2 separate regions of the Urocitellus parryii genome follow, and region 1 is linked to region 2. Evidence: chromatin contacts called from public Hi-C data. All regions are on one chromosome and are shown on one strand. The core of a region is the stretch at or near the end of the contact, and the rest is flanking DNA. Distances in the headings are between cores, read along the strand shown.

What was found. A called contact is a pair of places that touch in the nucleus more often than the background predicts.
Region 1: a contact with region 2 is called in a Hi-C map of muscle, with 3 times the contacts expected there. The contact joins the promoter of Sos2 here to the promoter of Nemf in region 2. A contact is called at or near these places in 2 of 2 Hi-C or Micro-C datasets (liver and muscle).

Annotation. Positions count from the first base shown.
Region 1 is chr6:60,451,984-60,456,283 of mUroPar1.hap1, forward strand. It overlaps Sos2 (SOS Ras/Rho guanine nucleotide exchange factor 2), which reads right to left and starts at 1,711. Exons shown (of 23, transcript XM_026391068.2): 1 at 1,574-1,711. The coding sequence starts at 1,660.
Region 2 is chr6:60,137,468-60,141,264 of mUroPar1.hap1, forward strand. Nemf (nuclear export mediator factor) reads right to left here and starts at 1,317. Exons shown (of 33, transcript XM_077800246.1): 1 at 1,209-1,317; 2 at 361-429; 3 at 123-225. The coding sequence starts at 1,267.

The DNA of each region.
Region 1 (4,300 bases), core at 461-2,960, 310 kb after region 2:
AGAATCAAAGTTACCTACACTTAAAATACTATTTGCTACCACAAAGTACTAATGAGCATATACTTGCTTCATTCTGCCAACAATATAGGCCTACCTGGTAACTTCACTCACACTTCATGGTAGAAGGGCTAATTACTATCTAAGCATTTCCTCCTTTGCTTTTAATTCAGGCCAGAGTTCATTATCATCATTCAGCACACTTCCAAATTCATTCTCTCTCCTTACAGAATTGGGCTACGCATGGAAGAAGGTCAATTTAATACTTTAGAATCCAGCACACCAATGAAATGACAGTCATTCCACCAAGTGTTTTAAAAAGCCACGACTTGGTGTTTGCCCTAAGGGAAGAAATGTCTACTTTTAAGAATCATGAAATTAGAAAATCTGAAATTCTGAATGCATGAAGAAAACGTTTTTACCTTTAAATGCACTACTGCCTTTCATTTCTAGGAATTTAATGTATAAAGAATTATATTCAAGTGTAGTCTTTTTTCTTTTTCTTTTTTTCCTCGTGGTGCTGGGATCCTGTGCATGGGAGGCAAACAGTCTATCAACTGAGCTATATCCCCAGCCCCCAAGTGCAATCTTTTAAAATTGTTTTTTCTTTATTATTTTTACAATTTATTCTTGGTTATTTTACATGAAAGACAAGGGACTAAGTCTGTATCAACAGTAAAGGAAGCCCATGTTAGTGAGCCTGACAAGTAATCATGAACCCATATACAGTCTTTGAATTTGTCTTGACCTCACAAGATAATTTATTATGAAAATGACAGTATAATTATTACCTAAGTTCACAGAGGAAGACTGACACCACGAACAGGAGAGAAGCATCCTAACAATACGCCCAAACTTGAAAGATCGATTTGTATGAGCTGTCCCCTTTTTTGTTCCTTAATGTGATTCCACATTCGAAATTGTACCCAGAAAAGAAACTATCCAAATTGGATAAGAAAAATATCTGTATTAAGGCAAGACGTCTTTTGCTGGAAGTGGGGAGGTGCTTTAGATTCACCTCAAGAATTGTAAAATGAGTATTATGATTCACTGACACTTCACACATGTGAAACATTCATATTACAAAAAAGAAAAAGCAATGCCTTATAAGCGAGTGGACAACCTTGACAAGCAAATTGCCTGGGGGGAACACCCCCAAAGAATTCAATTAAAAGTAATTACCCGACCTGAAAATGAGCTTTTGTTTTAGAAACTGTCTAAATATCAGCGGTACTTTCTCTTGCCCGAATCCTGCCTGAGGACAACAAATTGGTCAACGGCGGAAGTTGTCTGACGAAATGACTGCAACATGAAATCCAGTTTTATGATCATAACAAAACCTTCCTTCCGGGACCCAGCCAAAAAAGAAAAAAAATTTGAGAAAACGTCCTTCAGGATGCAACAGGCAATTATGAGTTCCCTGTCGCCAGGCAGAGAGACACTGTTTGGCCTCGGGACCCCAGTGCTGGGAGAACAAGCTGCTCCCCGTTAGAACTTCGGGGGACCGGGCCCGGCACCCCGCCCGCCGTCCGGCCCCTCCCAGGGCCCTGGCGGCCACCCCCGCCTCAGAACTGACCTTCCGCAGGGCCGAGACCAGCAGTCCCCGCCATTTCGGGCTGTTCTCTTCGCTGAAGAACTCGTACGGCTGCGGCGCCTGCTGCATGGCCCCGGCTGCAGAGCCTCCGCATCGGGGGCGGCCCGCGGGCCGAACCGGGCCGGGCCGGTGGCCTGACAGGCAGGGCGCGGGCCGCCTCGCCTCGCCGGCGGCCGCCGCCTCCCGCCCGGGCCGCGGCTACGGCCGAGGCGGCTCGGGGGCGGCGCCGGCGGGCGGGCGGCGGCCCCGGGGGCGGCTTCCTTGGCCCGGCTGGCCCTCGCCTCGCGCAGCGCCCGCTAAGGAAGCGCGGTGGCCGCGAACTCCGGCCACCCCAGGCAGCGACCTCCTTTCTCACGGCGCTGGCCCGCTCCTACGGCGGCTCCTCCTTTGTCTGAGTTCGCAGCCCGGCGAGGGTACAGCTGGCTTTGCCTCCGCCCTGACTCCCGCTACGGCAGCGGCGGGCTGAGAGCGGCGGCAGCAGCTCCTCTCCTCATCCCCGCCCTCCCGACAGGCAACGCCGCCGGCCCGAGTCACCCCCAGAGGGCCCAGGGGACCGACGGGGCGTGCGCGGCGAAAGAGCGAGCCCCACTCGGACGTACAGAGCTGGCCGCTGCAGCCGCCCCTTCAGCAGCCGCGCAGAGCGCCTCGGGCCACAGCCGAGCTCCGGGTCGCACCAGCCGCGGCTCGGCCCGCCCCCTCGGCCGGGCGCTCATTATCCGGAGCTGCCGGAGAGGTCCGGCACGGAGCATGCGCGCCACGGAGCCAAGGCGCCGGCTAGGCGCTGGGGCGCGGGGGATCCTGGAGTCCGCCTCTCCTGGGAACTTTACAAGGGGTCTGTTCCAGACTTACTCCCCAATTTATTGATTGATTTTTACGCACACACTTCTTCCTCTAGACCTTCCCAAGACAATCCCGACACAGTGCCACCCTTGGCGAGCCTCCAGCCGCAGGACTGCAGTCGTGGGAGGCAGTTAGTATAGGGATTTGTAGAGAACAGCGCATCTGAACTAGCAAGATACTTAGTGTATTAATGCTCTACATGGCTCCTTGGTATATAGGAGATAATTATCCCCACAACACTGTCGAGTGGTATTGTAGGGCGCAGAAATCCCTTTGCACACTGTTTAGGGCCAGAAAAAGTTCACTGTCAAGAGAACTTGAATTTAAAGATCCTTCACTTAACCCATGTGTGTTCACAAAAATCAAATCATTTTCATAAAACTTTCTGATGATTTTTTTGTAACTCGTTACCTATAAGGTTCTCTAAGTTGAGGAAACAAATTCTAGAACCTCTGTCAAAAATTTCACCCCACTAACGATGCTGAGCACATGGCTTTTAACAGGTTGTAAAGAATAAAGGCATGTACTACTCCCTTTACCCAGCCACCAGCAGCAAGGGAAAGGAAGAACGAGGTGAAAAAAAATTAGCCCATGGAACATTTCACTTCCAGAATCAGTAATTGAGAAATTATCTTTCCCAAAACACGCACCGTTTCATGATCTTGGCAAAACAAAACAGGCAGGCATTTGTCTAATCCAAGTATCCACTGAGTCAGAATGCCCTGCAATAAATGTCCATGTGCACGTTGCCATGTACTTGGGATAAAGACGGGATAGTGCAAGGCTTGTATTTCTCCAACTAATCTTTCAGTCAGTAAAGGTGAAGACTTTGTCTTCTATAAAGTGTTCTTACTTTTCTCCCCTATTCCCAGACCCAAGCCATAAACTACTAACTGTCAAATTGCTAGATTGGTACCATACTTTCTCATAAGAGAATAATGTTGTTGGTGGGAAGTTTTATTCTTGTCCAAGGATATCAGAGGTCTCCTCTGGGCCAAATCTGGCCTGAAGACACATTTTGTTTAGTCATGGCTGTATTTAAATCTTTAAAATTGTTGTTACCATTTTAAAATTCAAGAGATTACATATAAAAATCTACATTTCCAGATTCTCTTGACAAAATCAGGCAATGCTGGGCGTACTGCCTTTGTGCAAGGGAATAATCAGCAGGCTCTGGGTAGTGGCTGCCCTCTTTAGGAAAGTATGCCATCCCATTTCCAGTTGGCTATACTCCCCACTTGGCATTCTTCCCCCTTTTATGTAACCTGCCTAGTCTCTACAGGCATCTGAGCTGTGATCTCTGGGCTAGGCAAACAGAAATGTGATCTTCATGCATGAAGGAGATAATCTAAGAATGACACCAGTAAAAATTTTCCCAGCCAGCCAAGTGGGCCATCTAGAAAACAAAGTTGGATCCACACCCCACACATTACACTACCATAAATTCCTGATATATCAAAAATTTACAGGTAAAAAATAAAACATATTTATAACTTTAGACTACAAGTTTTTTAAGCTTTTTTGTTTTATTTTGTTTTGTTGTGGTGCTAGGGCACCACAAAACCCAGGGCTTTAAGCATGCTAGGCAAGCACTCTACCACTCAGCCACATCCCCAACCCTGCAACTCATTTTTTAAATTCACTTTTGAATTAATTTCCCTAACTTAGAAAAGTGTTCCCACAAATTAGTAGACTAAAATTCAATAAGGAAAAATAGGGTATGAAAATATAGTTCACAGAAAAGGAAATATAAATGTCTCTTAAACTTTAATTAAAGATGCTCAACTTTGCTCATATAAGAAAAAAATGCAAATTTAAATTATACTGTTATTATTTCTTCATCAATTAGAACAGCACTGTTCAAAAAGT
Region 2 (3,797 bases), core at 67-2,566:
TATTCCCTCTACCTTTATCTGTGTTTTATTCATAACAGCATAGAAAACCCAAACAGTTTAAAAACTCAATTGTTAGTTATCAAGTCCTTAAAATTTAGCTCCCAACATAACTTAAAATTTACCTTCATGGCAAAACTAGATGGCATCATATTCTTTGGCCATTCAAATTCTGTTGTGTGAATCCGTATGCCAGATTCAAGTAAAAGTGTTGCTTTAAAGTCTGGTCTATAGAAGAAAAAAGGTCAAATTTTTAAGGGAATTTGCCAAAGTTTACTCTATAAAACAGATTTAAAATGTGGATAAGAAAATCAAAAATCTCATAATTACCAAAGAGAAAACAAACCTATAAAATTTTCTTACTTTTGAAGACGAATAAGATATGTCTTATTATCCACATCATAAACATTGTTTACTCTCATTCCTAGCAAGCTGAAAAGACAAAAGAAACATGTAACAAAACACACTATTGTTTGAAACATAAAACTACGCACAGTTTAATTAAAGCTGCAAAACAGGAACTCTTCAGCTTTATCAAAGTGGGAGTCCAGAGACCATTAAGGCATTCTGTCCGAAACTTAAAGCGTAACCACTTAAGCACAGAAGTGGTCTGTCAGCCCTGGGAACATCATAAAATGCCTCGCGTCTTTGAAATAACTCACTCCTTTGGGGCGGGGGGTATAGTAAAATGTAACCAATTTATGACAAAAAGAGAAAAAAGACAAACGAGGCCCCCGGAAGTATGACAAAGGTCACTCAGATGAATAATACGAAACAAGACCAGAATCCAGGTCTCAGTCCATATCTGCCAATGCCAGTTGAAACAGCAAGGTTAGCTTTCTCTGGCGTGAGGGCTGTTGAGGAAACCAGGCCTCCGGTCTGGAAACCAAAAACAGAGGACCAACTGGCGTCTCCGGTTATTCCAAACATTTGCTGCCAGACCAGGGTCGACAAGGCGAGAGCGCCGCAATTGCGGGACAAAAACAGGGCGCAGAGGGCTGGAGAAGGGGTCCGCGGTCCCTGGGGCCTCCCGGGTGTCCTGAGGGCAGCAGCAAAGACGCCACGCGCAAGCCCACCCGGGCCTAACCAGGTCCACAGAACAGACTGGAAGGCAATAAGGGGACACATCAGGCTGGTCTTGTTTTCAACGTGGGGCCCCTGATCTGCTTCCTGCAGTTCTAGCAGGAGCCTAGCCACCTACAGGACCGTACCTAGCATTCAGCTCCGCCAATACGGCACGGAGGTCAATCGTGCTAAAGCGCGTCTTCATGGCGAGGCGTTGAGTGTCGCTACCGCAGTTTTCTCCGCTGCCAGCCTGACTCGACGCCGCTACTCTTCCGCGCAGGCGCACTTGAAGGAGACCTACGGTCGCCCTGAGGATCCAATATTCATTGAAGGGAACCCGTTTGCGTATTTGTCTGAAGAATTAACTATTAAATTACAATCGACTCGCTTTTTGTTACACCAAGACAATTCGAAATAAATAGATACAAACTGTTCTCATAAATCTGCATCCCTTCCTCGAACATTTACGGGCCACTCTGGTTACCCTGTCCCCTGGTTTGGGAACTCAATCCAGCCTCCATAGTGACTCCTGCTGGTCATAACAATTTTTAAGGGGAATATCGGGAGAATTCCCCCCGGTAGACGATAGGGCTCAGTATAGAAGAGCAATGACCCTGGATTACTTAAACGTGTCGAATTTGTAAATGTAAGGAAGCCGAACTGTTTCATTCATCCTAAAATTGTCTTCCATGATCGAGGAGAAGCCTGAAAGAGAAGTTACTATTTTCATGGGTACTGCTCTGCGACAGAGCATTTTGCCTCATCCAACCCTGGTCTCGGTATCCCCGAGACTCGGTGTAGAATCTGGTATACAACTGGGGCTTCATGAATTCTCGTTACCCTGAATAGTCAAGTGTTTCACTAGATAATGATGAAGTAAGATAAACCTAAAAATAAGATTTCTCACTTTGTGGGGGATGGAGGATGAAACAATGTGTGAAATTAATAGTCATGCAAAAAAAAAAATATAAATAGGCAAGTTTTGGTTGTCTTAGGGTAAATTCATGGGAAGAAAGACCACTTTAATTGAGAACTCAAAAGACCCTGGGTCTCACTATGTTGCCTAAGTTGAGCCGCAGTTGCTATTGACCACTGCAATCCCACTGTTGATCAGCACAGGAGTTTTTATTTGTTTATTTTGTTCCTGGTGATTGAACTTAACCACTGAACCGCATCCCCAGCCCATTTGATTCCCCCCAGACAGGGTTTCCCTAAATTGTTCAGGGCCTTGCTAAGTTGCTGAGGCTGGCTTTGAACTTGCAATCCTCCTGCTCCAGAGTCGCTGGGTTACAGGTGTTTCTGACTTGCGATGGTTCACCTCCTTAGGCAACCTGAGGGCCCCCAGCTCCTGGGCGGTCACCATGCATAGCGCACAACTCCTGGGGTAAAAAGATACCTCTGCCCTAGCCTCCAGGCATAGAGCAGAAAGCGCCTGGGCTGAGTCTGAGGGCCACACATCTCCGCAACTAGACTCCCTACCCTTAGAAAGTGACACTTAAGATGAAAGGGTGTGGTATAGATTCAGAATAACCCAAGAATTATAGTTGCGAAAGGGGCTACAGTACATATGGCACAACATAACTTTGTCATATGGCACAATATAACTTTGTCATATGGTACAGTAAGCCAAACAGAATTCTCACAATTTGTAATAAACCTTTGGAAGGTTTAAGAAAGATGAAGCTGAGATGATCCCAGTTCAAAGTGCCAAATTGAGAGGACTAATTGTACATAAAAGATACTAAGTTTACCAAGTTTGTTGGCCTGAAGTCCTTCCCAAACAAAAAACTTTTTTCTTTGGAAAAAAAAGCGCCCATGAAAGACTCCATGTTAAAAGAGAAAACACTCATGTGCTTCTTTAAAAATAAAAACTGGGATTGGGATGTAGCTCAGTACTCCACTGCCCACCCTCCCAAAATGAAGCACCTTATTACAAAACTCTCACCTTAGGACCCAAGACAGTAAGACAGATGTAAGATATCTGTTTAAGTTTTACATGGGAAAATTGACAATTGACAATTTACACAGGACATTGCTTATTGCTTCCATGTCCGTCAAGAAAAATTGGCATTAAAAGGTATGTGCAAGACTGTCTATAAGAGTAGATCAAGATAAATGTAAAGATCACAAGAAAACTTCATTATTTAGTACTGAATTGCATCGTTTCTATTTTTTATTCATTTCTCAGAAAATTATGAACCAAGGATGATTGAGGATTTGTGGGTAAATGAAAAGCTAACAGGAGATAGGCATGTCATCTTCAAATTGTCAAAGTGAATAGTTACTTGACCCAACAAAAAGTTTGTAGGAAATTATTAATAGACCAGTTATAGGCACCTAGAGCTGTGATTCTCACACTTAAGTGTTCATTCAAAAATTCCTGGTATCATACCCAGAGTTTCTGATTCCTTAACTTTGGCTCAGAGTATGTACATTTTCAACTGTGAAGATGAAAGGAACTTGTGACCTACAGGTATAAATTCTATGAATATTTATATGCTCTTGGAGATTCACTAACCTCTAGACAAACAAAGACCACTGGGGTTTTTTCACAAAAAACAAGACATTTATTATTCTCACTTTCTACTCAACTTAGAGAAATGTTCACTGCCTATTCTCAGATGTTTTCATAATTGAGGTGAGTTCCATAACATATAATTCACCATCTTACCCATTTTAAAATGTACAATTCAGAAACTATTGAAATATTCACAGTGTTGTTAAACTGCCTCCAT